2 separate regions of the Arachis hypogaea genome follow, and region 1 is linked to region 2. Evidence: chromatin contacts called from public Hi-C data. All regions are on one chromosome and are shown on one strand. The core of a region is the stretch at or near the end of the contact, and the rest is flanking DNA. Distances in the headings are between cores, read along the strand shown.

The links. A called contact is a pair of places that touch in the nucleus more often than the background predicts.
Region 1: a Hi-C map of an unstated tissue shows a contact between it and region 2, with 2.5 times the contacts expected there. The contact joins the enhancer-like site here to the promoter of LOC112695886 in region 2. A contact is called at or near these places in 3 of 8 Hi-C or Micro-C datasets (leaf and an unstated tissue).

Annotation. Positions count from the first base shown.
Region 1 is chr6:9,793,909-9,798,646 of arahy.Tifrunner.gnm2.J5K5, reverse strand. It overlaps the pseudogene LOC112695887. Among protein-coding and RNA genes, the nearest start is that of LOC112700244, 13 kb to the right of the region's middle. Within about 2 kb of position 2,531, at least 1 of the 3 cell types and tissues checked has open chromatin away from gene starts, as enhancers often do.
Region 2 is chr6:9,747,805-9,753,066 of arahy.Tifrunner.gnm2.J5K5, reverse strand. It overlaps LOC112695886, which reads right to left and starts at 1,517. Exons shown (of 7, transcript XR_003150605.3): 1 at 1,267-1,517; 2 at 1,012-1,152; 3 at 507-605.

The sequences.
Region 1 (4,738 bases), core at 1,282-3,781, 45 kb before region 2:
CACCAATATAAATCGTGTGTGCAAATAAAGAGAAGAAAGCAGGTCAAAATGCATGAGCAATGTGCAAAGACTAATTGATCGCATACTATAAAAGCTTGTAAGAAGAGATCTCATAAGACTAACCAGATGGTGTATTGGAACAGCTGTAAGGGTTCCAAATCATCCGTTGATGCGGCAAACTGCTGGAACAAGAAAAGTGCTGCTCCAACACTGACAACCGCAACTCCAATTCACAAAGCATCAATTAATTTCAGAATAAACTAAATATTGAAAGCAATCTTATATTTTGAAAAGGTTAAGCAAAACAAAATAAAAGTCAAAGTGAGCAGTTGGGTTAAGCAAAACAAAAAAGGGAAAAGAAAAGAAAGGTTGTGCAGACCAAAAGAAAGGAGCATTCACAAGTAGACATTTAAAATGCAGCACTAGAATTAAATTCTTTAAGGCATATCAAATGAAAAGATCTTCTATGTCTGTTAGGGGTTCGGCATTTCCGAGAGACTTATCGGGTACATTAACCACCAATTGTCCACATGCACCACTTATGTCCTGACCCATCTGCTTCTGAATTTTTGTTCGGATATTATACATACCTCTAAGAATTTTCTGAAATGCCCAAACTTTCTGCTCAGTAGTTGGTTTTGAATTGACTCAACATACCAATGGAGTTGAAAGGTATTAAGTTCACCACCTGCGAGATAGATGAGACAATATGCACACTTTTATTACATAACTGGGAATGTCGATCAAGTTTAATAACAAACAGATGCAAGGTACAAAACAATTAGCATACACCAAGATATGAAACTAGGTACCATGATTAAAAATGTAACAGATGTCCTATTTGATTTTAATCATTAAGGGTACTGAGTTCTTGAGAAACACCGACAGAAATATATTATAGACGAGCTTAGATGTTCAGTGCTTACCACTTGAAATGTTTCTAGCGGTTTTCCGATTGGTGGGCATGCTGCTCTTCATCATTGACCCCATCAAGAATTATGTACTCGATCAATATCTTCTGCTGACTATTAAGGATGAAACACGGAAGTTTCAAAACCACTGGAATTGTTCACACCTGAAGGGCCAAAAATACAGACTACATAAGAAATCATACGAATAGTGTGATTACCTGTTTCTTTGATATTCTTGCAGTGAAGCCATCAGTTTTTGCAAAGGAAAAGCACGAGCAGCAGGCATTATCTGGCATCTGATATCTTGTGCTGGTGCGTGTAGTGAGACTGCCAAGTTCAAACAAATGAATAATAAAACAACAACTTTGCTATTAGCTGAAAATCAACACACAAAACAGGACAAATTAAAACAACAACCCTCCAACACTTAGCTATTAGCTGACACCAAAAGACTACCAATATTAGCACACGAATAATGACAATAATAACAACAAATGAATAATAATCTGAATGATCCAATTTTAGCATTAACAAATCAAAGCATTAAAGGTTGAATTTCAACAACTACAAATTCGAAAATTTTACTCCAAAAACAAGCTAATAGAATCACGAAGCTCCATTTCCATTTTCAATTAACCCTAGCAACTCTTTCTCTCTTCCTACTTGACGTTTTCTTAATCTAACGATTCCATATATCTTTGCAATAGAATCTCTTGTATTAATCAGTAATCCTAAACAATACAAACAAAATTACAACAAATACATCCCCACAAAAGATTTAAACAGATCTTCTTAATAATTAATTTCAGATGGAAATTTTACCTATTGCAAACCATATTTCGGAACACTATATACATAGTAAATTTATTTTCTCAACAAAGTAACAAACATTTCTAAGACGAGTGTAAAAACCCCTAGAAAGCTCAAATGTTTTCTAAGCAAATTCACCAAATGAGAAACATATTTTTAACCTAGCTAAAGCTAAAACGAAATCAAAGGCGCAAAACTAACAAGAGCAATACACGCGTGCCTAGGGCTCATTTCGATGTATTTGAAACACATGATTCTGTAGGAAGCAGAAAGTAAATAAGCTAATAAAGAAAAGTGAATTCAGGAGAGTAATTAGATGGGTGGGGGAGTACGAAGTGGTAGAAAACGATGGAAGAGCTTATATTGAAGGGGCTGGGATCTTGTGGAGCGAGAGAGAGAGAGAGAGATTGAAAGGGGATGCCCAGCAGAGACGAACGCACCAGCAGGGAAAATCGAGCAAAACAGAGACGAACGCACCAGCAGGGAAAATCGAGGCAAACACGAACGAGGGATGTAGCAGATGCGAGGCGGAGGCGCGGTGGAGGCGCGGTGGAGGGGACGTAGCAGCGCGATGACTGAGGAATGCAATGGTGAGGGTTAGGGCGTGGTGGCAGGAAGATGCAGAGGAGATCGGCGCTAGTGACGACGATAGTGACGAGGAGGAGACGAGGCTAATGGCACAGCGGGGATCTGCCCTCTTCCAGGGTTGGCATGGAGATGAGAGTTGAGAGTTGAGAGTTGAGAGTGACGACGGTAATAAGGGTTTGTTCAATAAAGAGCGAGGAGGAGATCCGGATCGAAGCTTTGTTCTGGGTCATAAGAGTTTTACTGTTCAATAACCTTTTGGCCACGCTCTAAAGCGCGCCTAAAGAGTGCCACTATATGGCCACACTTCATAACCGCAACCATAATGAAGATCTGTTGCCACGCTTTTAAAACGATCCTGTTTCACTCTATAGTCACGTTTTTGAAGCGTGGCAAAAAAACGTGGCCATATCTCTAATCAATTGCCACCATTTTAAAAGTGTGTCCGTTGACCCTTTTCGCCACGTTTTTAAAGCGTGGCAAGAAAAAATATGGCCGAATCTCTATTTAATCGCCACCCTCACAAAAGCGTGGCCATTAATCGCTTTTGGCGTGGCCATAGGCCTTATTGTAGTGGTATTAGTATTGTACTAGTGCTAATAAGGCATTGGTTAGAGTCAATTTTTTTTGTTTTAATAATCTTGATATAGAAAGAAACAAAAAAGGCTGGTTGTTGGCATAAACAAGTTGATTAATTGGTGTTCAATTAATTTAGGGTCTATTTCATGATACTTAGTCCAATAAAGATGTTTTTTTTTTTAAAAAAATGAGCTCAACACAGTAAAGTGGAGCGCCAGAAACAAAAGAACTCAGACAACAAAGCAACAAAATAATATGAACACAATCCCTATTGTTATCTTCGGCATTGTCATCAATAACAGAAGGGATTCGCATTACTCCACTCTCTATAATTGGTCAAAAATTTGTAAAACACCTCTTGAACACCTGCTTCCTTGTTGTTAAATATCCGTTCGTTTCTCTCAAGCCAAAAATTCCATATAACTGCAAAAAAACATATAAGCCACTTGTTGTGCTCCTCTTTCTTGCTAATGACACCCATCCAATTCTCAAAGTGCTCTTTCAGTGAACCCAGAACAGACCACAACCTCCCAAATTTAAATAGCCATTCACACCACACCTGCCAGGTAAACTCACAACCAAGAAACAAGTGGTGAATATGTTCTACATCTTTTTTACACAAGACACACAAGTTATCATCGTGGTTAATAATACCCATTCTAAGCAATCTTTCTTTAGGATAATTTTGTTGTTGATGGCAATGTCGGAGATGACATTGGGATAATTTTTAGGTGTTTAGAATAGGTGTTTCTTTTTTATTCATACTTGTCCGCTTTACTATCATGTTGAGCTTCTTTGTTTCAAAAAAAAAAGTGTTGGCCATATTTTAATATAAATGTTGGTCTCCTTGACTTTCTTAATAATAAATATAGAATCTTTTGCTTTTTAATTTTTCCTGCCAAGTTTATTATATAATTATAAAAATGTATCTTTCATCTCAAAATCTTTTATTATATCATTATAAACAAGTTTAATTATTGATCTTATTGAGGATATAAAAGAAAAAGTAGAATAACAAGAAAGAATTAGAAGTAATTTTCTTGTTTTAACTAATGTTGCAGCTCTATATCATAGTTATAAAAATCGGACTGGACCGGACCGACCAATTTGATCGAAAAACCGATAAACTGGACATTGTACTAGTCCAGTTTAGTATACCGACCGCTTAAGAAAATGAACCGGACAAAACTGGTAAGAATCGATCAAACCGGTCAAAATCGACATGAACCAGAACCGAACCGGTCCAATCAACAACGCTGTCAACGGTCAACCTACGTTCCGGCATGACATCAGCATGCGGATTGTGAAATTAGAAAAAATGTATTGCAAGGAGTGGGAGTCAAGCTTAGCTCTTCTGGAATGAAAACCAAGTTGACAATCACTGCACTAACCCGTTTCATAGTGTTATGAATGCTTTTTATAATATATATATATATATATATATATATATATATATATATATATATATATATATATATAGAAATACTTAACTCATTTTTTAATTAAAGTACAAATTAATTAATTTTAAACTAAAAAAATGATAATGAATATCAAAATAAAATAAAAATTACTTATTCTGAGAAAAAAATAGCTATTTATATAATTATTTAATTATATAAAAATATTTAGACCTTGAAATTATTCTTTGGATATAATTCATAGATTGTTATTCTTATTGTGTCTAATTAAGATACTATATAGTAGTATGAACTAATTATATGTCTATCTTTGTATTAATTATTTATAGAATTCGACTTAATTGTTCTTAAAATGTTAGTAAAAATATGTATTTCAAATTTTAATTTTAGGTTTTTGACTATTTTATATTTTTTATTTATATGAGAGCAGCTTTA
Region 2 (5,262 bases), core at 268-2,767:
AATACTTCACCTATACTAACAAATGGCTTCTTAGAACTGTTTATCACTAGAGAGTACAAAATAACCCAAAATATATGATAGGTTAAGTATTAGTCTCTACTTCAAAATATCTGTCAATTTCGACAAAGAGAAAGTTTAAAATATCAATGTATTATTCAGATACGTTGATTTTATATTTTGCCACTTTATTCAAATAGAGTAATTGACAATTACTTTGAAACAAAATGAGTAATAAAAGGGGAATTTACTGTGAATGTCTGATCATCAAATCATAGAAGACTATACAAAACAATTTGAATTTAATTTCATATGGACAGCTACCATTTAATTTCATGATCAATAATACACTAGTGAGTTATGAAAATCATCTGAAAAATCAGGCACAATGTTCAACCAACACCTTTTCTTTTTTTCATTAAAATAAGTAAATAAATTTTCAAACGTGTATTTATACTTGAAAGTAAATATAGAGAAAATATAACTTCAAAGGATCATCCACATTTTACCTGAAGCCTTAAAGCATGATACATTGGTATATCAAAGGTCATGCTAACAGGCCCTGCCTCCTTCATGATATTTTCTGCATTTCCAACAAAACAGAGCCTCTGGAAAACTAAAAATATCACTCCATTTTGATGCGCTTGATCTTTATTTCTCTCTAATTTAAACATTAGTATGATAATATTCTTTCATTCCAAAAAAATGTCGACTAAGATAGTAGATAATAACAACTGATTAACCAGAAAATCGGTGGATATGGCACTGATTAATCTAATCTAAGAAATTATTCTATATAAAAACCCTGCACCTAGTCCTGCTGGACAATGAGAGAGGATGGTTAGGAGACAACAAGTGTGGCCAAAACTAACTATTGGTATGCGATTAAGAAGATAACGGTTAACGTGGACAGATTTGAATTCTGAAACCAAAAGGAAAACAGCACAAGCTTGAACAAGGGGTTTTGTACATACTAGAAATCTAAATGAAGAAGCTAATCGGTAATGGACCTACCGGCAACGGAAAGCGCGATGCAGCTGGTACTGACGGGCGGAGGGGAACGGCGGCAAAGATTGGCACGCGGAGGTGTGTTTTGCACCTCTGCCCCTTTTGTGTTCGCGCGAGGAAGATAAGAAGTGCGAATCTAATTCTTGACTGTATATACCCAAATCAAGAAGAATAAGATCAATTTAAGCCAAATTGAAAAGTGAAACCAAAAAGAAAACTCAACCAAATTAAAAGAGGGCTTAGCAAACCTAGGTTTCGGACCAGTGTTAGAGGGAGGAAAAGCGGCTCAGTGATGGACACAGCAATAGGAAGGAGGAGACTACTGGAATTGACTGAGGGAAGCATCACGGCGGCAAGGACTCCCAGAGAAGTGGTTCGCCCCTTGCACAATTGACTTCACGCGAAAAAGATTTTATGAACACATTAGGTTAATTTGTTATATATATCACTGTGTTGCTTTCCAGCGGTTAGAACATGTCACCGCCGCTATGCTATTTAATTTTGGTGCAGTTGTCAAACCGCTATCCAGTCAATCTGTGGCGGATTTGTAAACGGTCGCTAATTTTCTGCCGTCATCCTCAGTATCTGTTGTCTTTGCATTAAAATACACTATGAGTAGACTACTAATATATATATATATATTATAAAATCCATTTATAAACTCAATAAACTCAAAGTATCAATAATATTATTAATCTATTAATAATACATATTATCATAAAATTAAAAATCGATAAAAATTTATCAATATAAAAATAGTGTATATATATAAAATCATAATACTAATAGTATATCATAGAATTATTATTATTATTAACGTATTAATCATATTTTAATATTTTTTATTTATATATTTAAAAATTATTTATTTAGTTTCATAATAAATGATATATTTAAATTTGAAATTTATTAATTAGTTTATGCTTATTATACCATATATTCAATAATTTATAAAAAAATATTAATATAATGAATAAAAAATAATTTAAAAAGAATATTATTTAAAGAATAAGGACAAATAAACTCCTAACCAATTTAAATTTAGAGACAATTAAGCCCCGTCCATTTTTGAAACTGACACGTCAGCATTTTTCATTCAGGGTTGACGGTAAAACACCCATAGGGACTACATTGTGTCACGGAAGTAGAAGAACAGGGATCGAAGTGGATCGTTTTTATCTTGAGGGGTCGCGTCGTCATTTTGAGAAATAGACGGAGATCGAGTTGATAGTTCATTCTGTAAAAATACTTAATCACTGGTATTAGTAGGTTCCAACCAATATTTATTTATAAACACATTAGTGGATATAATTTTAAGGATAGTTTTTATATTTTTTTATTATTAACATATTAAATGATACCCTACAAAAAGGAGATCTCTGAGATACACTTAAACTTTTGTTCAACCTAATTGATAAGACTTTCTTTTTCATGATTGAAGTCCAAATTTTTTATAATCCACATTTTTTACCTTCTTATAAAGTTAAGAACATGATCGTTGATGTGGACCTCATAAATAAATTTAAAGCGGCTCACTTTATTCAAATTATGGATGCAATTACAATTATAATTTCTATTAGAAATGAATTATGTTTTTTATTCCTTCATCGTTGAAAATATTTAATTTATATAAAATAATTAATTACAATCTTCGAATATTGACTATATTGATGGTTTGCTTTCAACCTCAAAGACATCTTTAGTCATTGAGAAGAGAAAATAAAAAGTGCAAATATTAATTATTCAAAAAATAAATTTTTAAATTATAATTAATCTTTATTCTTATTATGGTTATAGTAAAGTTTTAAAATTAACAATTTGCTTATTACAACTACTGATGACCTTCTCTCTCATTTGATAGAGTTTGCATATTTAAATTTGTTATAAAACAGGTCAAATTATATGTATTTTTAAAGTAGGACAATTCTAGCACCCACATTTAAGAGTATCGAGAAGGTAAACGATTTCGTATTGACAGTTTTTCTAGAGATGAAAAAGGAATATCTAAATTCTAATACAACATGTCAGGCTGATGAGAATGAAGATGTACAATAAGAGTGGTTTATGCCAAAGTTTCTAAATAACATCAAATGTTCAAGAATGAATTTGATCCCTTCAAATTTAGGGTTGCTATTTAAGTTTCAATAGAGACAATTTCTGTTGACAGTGTGCTTGGCAATGAATATCAACAAGAATAGTTATTATCATATATAGGGCATTACTTGTCAAAATAAGTATTCAACCTTGAACAACTTTGCGTTGCTTTGTCAAAAGTTAAAAGTTGTAATGTAAGACCCAGAATTTTCGAAAAATATTATTATGAGTTAATTTCAATTTATATATTCATTAAAGACTTTATTTTTAGAAATTATTTTATTAAAAGTAATTAAATTAAGTTTTGATAATTAAATTAGAAATTTTACTTAATATTATAATATTGAATAATTTTCTATATTTAAATTATAAAACTTAATAGTTGTAAAAGAAAGAATTTTGTATGATTTAGTTTAAATAATTGAGATTTTAGAATTTAATATTTTAATTTTTATAAATAAAAAAATTAATTATAATATCTCTAATTTTAAATTAGAATATTTGATTTAAAAGAAAATTAGCAAATTGATAACCAAATAATATTTTCAAAGTAATTTTAAGGAATTAAATTAGATTTTTATTTAATATTCTATACCCTATTTTAATTAAAATTACCAAATTTCAATTTACCCAAAACCCCTAATTTTACATTTTCTCAAAAAAAAAAAAAAACCCTAATTTCCAAATTGAAAATCCTAACCCTTTTACCCTAACCCCTCACCACCACTCCCACGCTGCCACTCCTTTAACCCAGCCCCAATCCCTTCAGAAAGAAAGGAAACCAAAAGGGAGAAAGAGAGAGAATCAGCGAAGGAGAAGAGAGATAGAGAGGGGATGGAGTCACCAGTTGAGCTTGTTGGTGCGTCGTCCAACCGCTGCCGCCGTCATCGCACGTGAGAGGAGGGAGAGCGTCGAAGTTGTCGCACGCAGAGAAAAGAAACAGCGTCGCGGTTGGAGCCGCACCCTTCTGCCACCATCGAGTCACCCTTTGCCGTCACCGTAGTCGTCATCCTCGCGAGCTGCAGCATTGCCGTTCAACCCCATCCGGCCGCGTTTCCATGGTCGCCGTTGCTGTCACATGAGGAAGAAAGCAAGAGAGGAGAGGTGGTGAACAAAGCTGTCGCGTCTTGTCGCCATCGTGCACGCTGCCACGATCGATTGAAGCCACCTCCGTCGCAACCAACCCGTCGTAGTTTATGTCGTTGCCGGTCCCTGTTGGATTCCACCGTGGAGAAAAGAACGACGCGAGGGAGAGAATGAGACAGAGTCGTGCGAGCCAGAGGAGCCACCGTCCTTGCTGTTGCTGCCACGGTCGCCGGTGAGTCATGCACCACCATCAGAATCAAAAATAGCACCAACCTTCTTGTTCTGGTTTTAATTCTCTTATTCTTGAACCTGTAAGTTTTAATCCTTACTCTGCTTCTATTTTGTTTCTTAGTCTTTTCTGTTCTGAGTAAGGAAAACCTATGTTTCTGTTTAACACTGCTGCTCTGCCTTCCCTGTTTGCTTATGGAATTATCATAGGTGATAGTATTAATGGTACTAACGAACTATTAGAGTTGCTGCCACTACTGAAATTAACAAAGAAGGGATCATCGCATTTAAATTCGATGGGTTCGACTAACTAAGGTAGGGTTTTCTTAAAATTTATTTTATCTTATAGAATTGTTATAAATAGATATTAATGTGAGAAATATATGTCTGTGATTGTGATTGTCTTATGAATGTGGTTGTTTGTTGGACTGAATGACTGATTGCTTGAGTGGTGTGTGATTGTTGAAAAGAAATTACTTTGAAAAGTTATTTAGTTGATTATTATGAAAAGTGATTTTTCTTGGTTTTGAAGTTAATTTGATAATGTAAATGAATCGACTTTGGAAATGATTTGAGATATGAAAATAAATTAATTTTGGAAGCGGTTTAATTTTGAAAAAGATTTATTATTGGAAATGGTTAGATTTAAAAATAATTTAATATTAGAGCTAGTTGAATTTTGGAAAATGATTGAGATTAAAATGGTTGAGAAAGGGTTTGAGAAATATTTGGATGGGACCCGAAAAGGATGGCAGAGTTCGAGTTTTAGAGGAGATGTTGCCAAAATTTTATAAAATTGGAAGTTTTGTTTGAAATAATTATTTAAAAAGATTTGGTTTTAAACATTAT